Linked DNA regions of Mus musculus: region 1 is linked to region 2. The links are chromatin contacts, called in public Hi-C maps. All regions are on one chromosome and are shown on one strand. Each heading gives the region's core, a stretch centred on a gene start, on an enhancer-like site or on the middle of the called end of the contact. The rest is flanking DNA. Distances are from core to core; before and after follow the strand shown. Region 1 overlaps Card14 (caspase recruitment domain family, member 14). Region 2 holds the start of Gaa (glucosidase, alpha, acid).

Evidence for each region. A called contact is a pair of places that touch in the nucleus more often than the background predicts.
Region 1: a contact with region 2 is called in a Hi-C map of the N1E-115 cell line, with 4 times the contacts expected there. The contact joins the enhancer-like site here to the promoter of Gaa in region 2. A contact is called at or near these places in 4 of 484 Hi-C or Micro-C datasets (the HL-1 cell line, the N1E-115 cell line and embryonic stem cells), 2 of 115 datasets of contacts at active chromatin or transcription factors (embryonic stem cells and pancreatic cancer cells) and 4 of 9 other capture datasets (adipose tissue, embryonic stem cells, liver and 1 more).

What each region holds. Positions count from the first base shown.
Region 1 is chr11:119,338,004-119,341,753 of GRCm38.p6, reverse strand. It overlaps Card14 (caspase recruitment domain family, member 14), which reads right to left. Exons shown (of 23, transcript NM_130886.4): 17 at 3,282-3,519; 18 at 2,819-2,882; 19 at 2,068-2,179; 20 at 590-763. Among named protein-coding and RNA genes, the nearest start is that of Sgsh, 16 kb to the left of the region's middle. Within about 2 kb of position 1,868, at least 23 of the 459 cell types and tissues checked have an H3K27ac peak or open chromatin away from gene starts, as enhancers often do. A contact at or near this core is called in the N1E-115 cell line and pancreatic cancer cells, where this site is marked.
Region 2 is chr11:119,265,202-119,269,356 of GRCm38.p6, reverse strand. Gaa (glucosidase, alpha, acid) reads right to left here and starts at 1,394. Exons shown (of 20, transcript NM_008064.4): 1 at 1,135-1,394. It overlaps Ccdc40 (coiled-coil domain containing 40), which reads right to left. Exons shown (of 21, transcript NM_001364767.1): 21 at 4,119-4,155.

The DNA.
Region 1 (3,750 bases), core at 619-3,118, 72 kb before region 2:
CAGCCCTAGAAAGCACTTTCATGAAGCCTCCATGTTGGATCTCTGAATTCAAGGCCAGCCTGGTCTACAGAGCCATACAGAGAAACTTTGGCTCAAATAAAAAAATAAAATGAAACTGCCTCGTGGCTGATAGAAAACTGACAGAACCCTCAAGCCATGCTGCCCTGCTAAGGCATCTGTTTTCAATGTGCCTGTGTTGGAGGGAGGGGTAATGTCCCATCTCTCTCATGCCCATAAGAACCCAAAATGGACTTTCTTTGGAAGTAGGGTCTTTATGTGAAACAATACTTGGTTATGATAGCCCCTAAGAAGGTCATGTATAGACAAAGACACACATACTGAACTGGTCTGAAATGACCAAAGCCAAGATGGGACTGGGGACTTCCCACACACCTAAAGTGTTGGATGAGCCAGGAAGGACCCACACCTGCAGCCCCCAGAGAGCAGGACTCTGGTGAGGCCCTGAGGTCAGACATCCTGGGAACCATGAGACAGTTGTCACCATTCAGTGTCCCATCTGTGGCCCTCAGTTATAGTATCTCTGAATTTATGGTCCCCTGCTCTGGTCGCTTGACTGAGGAGCACGTACCTGCTGAACATTGCTTAAAACCTTGGAGGAGACACAGCTTTTTACCCAGGATCCTTCCAACTAATCTAGGCACAAACAGCACAGGCCGGGGCCGGGCAGGCCTGTGGGGGTGCACCAGGGTGTACGGTGCCAGGGTGAAGCAGCTCTCTGACCAGAAGCACACGCTAGGACCACCTGCAGAGGACAGAGGTTGTGACCATCTCCCACCTGTGTCCCTGCCCCCTCTCTCCCAGGAGACACTGATTGTGGGGGGCATTCTCAATTTCAGTGCTGCTAACTGCATGCTGGCACAGCTGCTATGCTAACTGTGCATGCTGGCACAGCTGCTATGCTAACTGTGCATGCTGGCACAGCTGCTACAGAGCTCACAGCTCTTCAGAATGAACCTCTGAGGATAGGAGGAGCTTGGTTCCTCCTGAAGGGTGTGAGGGTCCTGCCCTTCACCCCAACTCTTCCCCCTCCTCATCCATGCCGTTCATCCCTGCCCCTCAGGCCACAGCGTCCTCAGCCTCCTCCCTCCTGGACCCTGGGTTATTTAGGTAGCTCCTGTTTTCAATATCAACCTTATTTTTGAAAAGGTTTATTTTTACTTTTACATGTTTTGGTGGTGTGTGTGTGTGTGTGTGTGTGTGTGCGCGCATACCATTGCTTGCAGAGGCTAGAAGACAGCATTGGATCCTGTAGGATGGAGTTACAAGTGGTTGTAAGCTGTCTAATTTGGGTGTTGTAACCAAACCCGGGCCCTCTCCAAGGGCAGTAAGTGTTCTTAACAGCAGAGCCATCTCCTAGGCCCCAGTACCCAGCTTAGATTAGGCATCCAAACTGTCTTAAAGAAAACGAATTATTTCCCTACTACCAGACTCACTTCTGATCAGCTTCACTCTGTAGTTGTTACCCGTGGGCTTACACCAGTCAGACCTCTAGCATGACCACGTGCATACACTGGTCACCTAGTGACCTTCCTTACAGAACACTGGGCGATTGGTAGGTTTTACTGTTCCTGCACACACTTGTGGGCTAGTAGCTTTTGTATAGTTTCACTGGGTCGGGCCTCAGAGTGGGGCACGGCCATTTAGAAGACATCAAATGTGATGCTCAGTTGCTGTTCAGAAGGTGGGTAGATATTTATTATGATCCGTAAAAAACAGCCTGGGGTGGGGGGATGTTGGAGAGATGGTTTTGCTGTTAAGAGCACTGGCTGCTCTTCAACAGACTTTAATTCCAATTACCCACATAGTGACTCACAACCACCTGTAACTCAATCACAATGGATCTGATGCCCTCTACTGGCCTCCGGGGACACTGCATGTCAATAGTACACATAAGTACGTTCATACATACATACATACATGCATGCAAAACATCTAAACAAACAGACAACAGCCCCCGGCCCGAGTGAGAGACACCACCTTGATGGTACTGCTCAGAAGTGACCCCCAATGCCCACATGGTCCCTATGCCAACCAGCCAGGCCTCACCTTCCTCCTTGCCAGAATCCCACTGGCTTTGGTCAAAGGATGAAGTCAGAGGACTGACAGCGGCTTTGTCCACACTGACAATTCGTACTAACTTCTGTGGTCCTCCAGGAGGCTGTCACGGGAGGAACAGGGGGACAGGAAAGAGAGCAGGCTCAGCCATCAGTACTGGGTTTGGGGCCTGACACCCCCTCCCTGCTTCAGCACCCTGCCACATAAGCAAATCCAGAACAGCCTCTGAACAATCAGGCTGTGCCATGAGCAACCGGGCTTCCCAGGCCCCACACCAGGGGTGAGAGGCAGGGGAGGGGCCTCAGGCAGCAGGGCTCTGCAGGAAGGGGTAGGGTGCAATAGGCAGAGAGAAGAGCAGGCCCTCTCCCGACTTAGCATTGCCATGCTCCGGGCAGGGATATCCTAGCACCTTGCTCAGGGACAGATGGGTGCTCAAAGTGAAAGGTGCTCTGTGTCCCAAGAGAACAAGGTGCCCGACCTCAGAGGAAACAAGAACAGGGGGTGGGTTGGTGACAGGAGACTGGGAAAGTGAGGAAGAGCAGGGGCCACTCTGAAACCAGGCCGGTGTGTTCACACGGCCCATTCCAAGGGCCTGCAGGCCCACAGGGCTTGGTGGGGAACACAGGGTCCAGATAGTGCCCTGCTCAGCTCAGTGGTCCACACCCCTCACACAGGATTCCACAGCACCCCGCTCCCTTCCAGCCCACCCCAGGGGCACCATACCCTTCTGCCAGAGCCTCACCTTGCGGGGGACTGTGCACCGTTGAGTCATGTCCTGGATGAGGGCCAGAAGCTGCTGCTGAGCCCTGAGCAAATGAAGGAAGAGAGGCTCTGACAGCCTGACTGAGCCTCCTCAAGGACAAGTGTGACACAGGCAGGGAGCAGGAGTGTTCCACCCTGGGCGCATAGACTCAGGCCTTGAAAATATCTCCTAGGCCTCAGGCCAGGCCAGGCCATGCTAATTTAATTGCCCTACACTGGTCCCAGTGGAGCTAATGCCAGGGCACATAACAGAGAGGCACCTACCACCAGCAGACCCATGCACTCAAGTAAACCTTTTCTTCACTCTTTATCTTGGGCAGGCACTCTGCTATAGTGCAGCGAAGATTCTGGAAGGTGGAGGGACCTCAACACTCAACTGAGACAGGCAGATGTTGTCCTTGGGACATCTGCGGGGTTGTGCAGTGCCAGCAGCAGCTACTCACTGTGAATAGTTGGGGATGGTGCCAGGCTCCATGTCTTTCATGGTGTAGGGGTTCACATGGTGGGCATGCCAGCAGCTGCGGCCTTGGAACATGGTGTCAGTGACATGCAGGATGTCATTGCAGTGAGTTTGCAGTTCTCCGTCCCCTCCCCTCTGCATGGCCAGGTTGACACGGATGTAGAAGGAATCCCCAGACGTTACCACTTTGGCATCTAGGTCCTGGATGAGGTTCTTATAACCTGATAAAAGAAGATGTAAGTGGCTGGGCAGTGGTGGCACACGCCTTTAATCCCAGCACTTGGGAGGCAGAGGCAAGCAGATTTCTGAGTTCGAGGCCTGCCTGTTCTACAGAGTGAGTTCCAGGATAGCCAGGGCTACACAGAGAAACCCTGTCTCGGAAAATCCCCCCAAAAGAAGAAGATGTCAGTGGTTGATGATCCCTGACCTCTGAGCTTACACAAGGAAGGTTC
Region 2 (4,155 bases), core at 145-2,644:
GGTGGTTCCGAGGACCCCTACACCATGCACCAAGTTTGGCAATTCACTAGACTATCTCACAGAACTCAGAAAAGCACTTCACTTATATTTACTGGTTGGTTGGTTTTGAAAGCTGTAACTCAAGAACAGCCAGAATGAAGAAATGGGTGGAGAACGGTTGGGAGTGGCTCCCAGGCTCCCAACACTCAAATGTGTTGATCAACTGGGATGGTCTCTGAACCCACGTGGCTGCCATGTTGAGACAGGGTCTGCAGTAGCCCAGGCTTGCCTTAACTTGCTATGAAGCCAGGGATGGCTTGGGTCCCTGCCACCATCTCCTACACGCTGGGCTTTCTGGCATTGGAGACCACAGCCAGCTCTGTTCAGTTCTGTGGGCCTTCGGTTACGTAGGCATGACTGAAATCCGTTACCATGGTGAGTGATTCTCCAGCATCTTGAGGGAGTTGGAGTGCTTGCGTAGGCTGCAGTTTCCTACCCTCCAATCACGCCTTGGTCTTTCAGGTGCCCAGCGGCCATAATGAGCCACCATAATGAGCCACAGAAAGATCCAGTGTGTGGATCTGGCTCGAAGACCAGAGACCCATTTTGTCTTTACTGCCGAGTAAGGCCCAGCTCCACCTGGCCCTTCCAGACGTAAGTGACACTGACCATGATTCAGCATCTAAGGACACTCGCAGGCTCAAATTCTGCGGGGCAGGGTGGGAATCTGCATTTTCCAGGACCCTCCAAGGAGGCCGCAGGGCGCAACTCAGAAACACACGCATTAGAACAAAGTCCCAGAAACTGGGAGCAGGCAGCTGAGGCCCGTTCTCTCAGCCACAATTTAGAGAAAAAAACATGGGAAGGAACTGAACTCAGAGGCCACGGCTGACCTGGTGACCTCAAGCTTGCTTTCTGGAAAGCAGCTGGATCGCTGCGTCACCAGGCACAGGCGTGTCCAAATCCAACCTGTCAGACACGGGAGGTCAAAGTGAAGGTTCTCGGTTTCTCTGTGCCTCAGTTTCCCCCTGCGTCACATACACACAGAGCTTTGCCCGCCTGGTACTGCGGGCACGAACTAGAATCCCGGACTTTACCGGAGCCTGCTGTCTTACTAAGGTCACCGTCCGTGGCTGCCTGGGTCGGGGGTCTCACCTATGCCGCGTGTCTCTGCTCGATTCTCCAAAGCAGGAACTCGCTGACAGTCGGCCCTGCCTGCCTGGAGGAGGCCGCTCCTCCGGAGGCTCTGGGGCCGGAGACAGCCTTCACCAGCTCGCCCAGCTCACCTGCGCAATCACCCTCCAGGCCGAAGACCCCCAGGCTCAGCGGGCAGCGTGGGTCACGTGGTCTGTGGGCGGGGCTCGTCCGCGCGGACCTCGTCACACGACCTCCTGCGTAGGCGGCGGAGTCCGTGTGAGTGTTATCGCTGCGCCCCCTAGTGGCTGAGGGCGACAGTGAGCGCAGGTGTTGGAATGGCAGCCATAGGACGTCATCGCGTTGCAAAAGCTCCAGTAGATTAAACCAGCCCAGACCTGGAGTCAGAGTCAAACACGTGATCGCACAGAAAACCTACGATGGTGAAACAGTAAATGATCCGGGGCATTTGATATAAGTATGATGCAGGTCATACATTGAGCCAGAAGCCCGGGGTAGTAGTGCAGGCATGTGATCCCAGCACTCGGGAAGCAGCAGCAAGAAAGATTGACAATTTGAGGCCAGCATACGACACCTGGTGAAACTCTGTTTCAAAAACCAAAGTTGGCAGGCCGGATGTAGATAGGGGTAGAGCACTGGCCTACCATGTGCAAGGCCCTGACTCTCCTGTACTGCTGGGACCACTGGGGGGTGGAGGGGCATTTGTGCCTCTGGCTGTCAAACTTTTGAAACAATGTACACCAAGAAATTCAACGCCCCCCTCCCCATCCCATGCTGGGAGAGGAGAAAGGCCTGAGAAGACGGTGTCCTCAGCTCTGGCAGCTTGTCGGAGCACAGTGTGTGCAGGCAGGATAATGAGAGCCAAGAGGACTGGCCAGCGAGGGAAGGTGGATGGACTCTGGCCAGCTTGAATGTGCTGAGCTTGGCTCTGGCAATCTTTCCCTTGTGCCCATTCCCTCTGCCTTGCTAAAGAAAAACAAAACAAAACAAAACAAACAAACATTAGATTACATTCCTAAAGCTAGCCATCAAGGTCTCTTCCCTTATTTGGCCACTTCCTCCGCCTAAGGCTGACTGCCAGGGGCCAGCTGTTAAAGTATTGAAGTCCAGCAATCCGAAGCCCCCTTTGGTTCATGTAATTAATACACCAAACCAAACCTTACCACCGCATGCTAGCCCATCCTAACACAGGCCTCCCCTTCTCTCTTCTTTTTTTTTTTTTTTTTTTTTTGTGTGGTTTTTTGAGACAGGGTTTCTCTGTGTAGACCAGGCTGGCCTCGAACTCAGAAATCCGCCTGCCTCTGCCTCCCGGGTGCTGGGATTAAAGGCGTGCGCCACCACGCCCGGCCCCTTCTCTCTTCTTAAAAATGACACCAGCAGCCAACAATGGCAGCACACGCCTTTGATCCCAGCACTGTGAGGCAGAAGCAAGTGGAGCTCTGATTTTCAGGACAGCCTGGTGTACATACAGAGTGAGTTCCAGGATAGCCAACGGTACACAGAGACCCTGTCTTGGGCCCGCCCATCCCCCCTTACACCTGCCGAGTCATTTGCTGCTGTTCTTCACCTTTGTTCCTGGTGGCTTGTGCCTATTCTGGGGTCCGACAGGGAAACCCCTGCTCTGCAGAGGTCTCCTAACAGACAGGAGCGTCCCGTGACCAAGCATGCTTGGCTACACAGCTCTTCTGCCCTATTCAGAGTTAGAGCTCACACCAGGACACACCCCCGCCCCCAATTTGTTCCATTCCCATCTGTTTTACCTCCCAAAGTGGCCACACCAACTAAACCCCCTTTCTCTGCTGTTCACTGTTGTCTCTTTAATTGGTACTGGAGACAGGCGGCTGAGCCTAGTTCCCTAGGGCTGTCAGACGATCAGAAAACTCTAAAACAAGCCCAGCCAGAGCTTACAGGTGCACTACTGAAACAGCTGCTGCTTTCACCTTCCTTCCTTCCTTCCTTTCTTCCTTCCTTCCTTCCTTCCTTCCTTCCTTCCTTCCTTCCTTCCTTCCATCCTCCCTCCCCCCCTCCCTCCCTCCGTCGCTCCTTTCTTTTTTTAAAAAAATTTATTTACTATGAACAGTGTTCTTCCTGCACGTCAGAAGAGGGCACCAGATTCCATTACAGATGGTTGTGAGCCACCATGTGATTGCTGGGAATTGAACTCAGGGAACCTGGAAGAGCAATCAGTGCCCTTAACCACTGAGCCATCTCTCCAGGCTAGCTTTCATTTCTAAACAGCAAGTACTGGAGAAGGCCACGTTTCGGTGGGTGTGTCCAGGGCGGGGTAGGCGGGTGAGTGGAGCTCTTGTGTTGGAGCAGGGTGTGTGTGTGTGTGTGTGTGTGTGTGTGTGTTTGTGGAGGGATGAATAGGGTGGGTGGGGCTGGGGTCTCCCCAGCTGCTTGGCTGTTTTTAGATATCAACCTTTTGCTGGGCAGTGGTGGCACACACCTTTAATCCCAGCACTGGGGAGGCAAAGGCAGGCAGATTTCTGAGTTCGAGGCCAGCCTGGACTACAAAGTGAGTTCCAGGACAGCCAGGGCTACACAGAGAAACCCTGTCTCAAAAAAACAAAAAAACAAAAAAGAAAAAAAAAAAAGAAAAAGATATCAATCTTTTTGTTTGTTTGTTTGTTTTTTCGAGACAGGGTTTCTCTGTGTATCCCTGGCTGTCCTGGAACTCACTCTGTAGACCAGGCTGGAACTCAGAAATCTGCCTGCCTCTGTCTCCCAAGTGCTGGGAATAAAGGCTCCCACCACCACTGCCCGGCTTTTAGATATAAATCTTTTTTTTTTTTTTTTCCCGAGACAGGGTTTCTCTGTGTAGCCCTGGCTGTCCTGGAACTCACTTTGTAGACCAGGCTGGCCTCGAACTCAGAAATCCGCCTGCCTCTGCCTCCCCAGTGCTGGGATTAAAGGCGTGCGCCACCACGCCCTGATAGATATAAATTTTAAGGTAAATGTGTCTTAACTCTTCTGACCAGAAACAGCTTTTGTAAACTTTATTTTTTCTGCTGTTCAAGT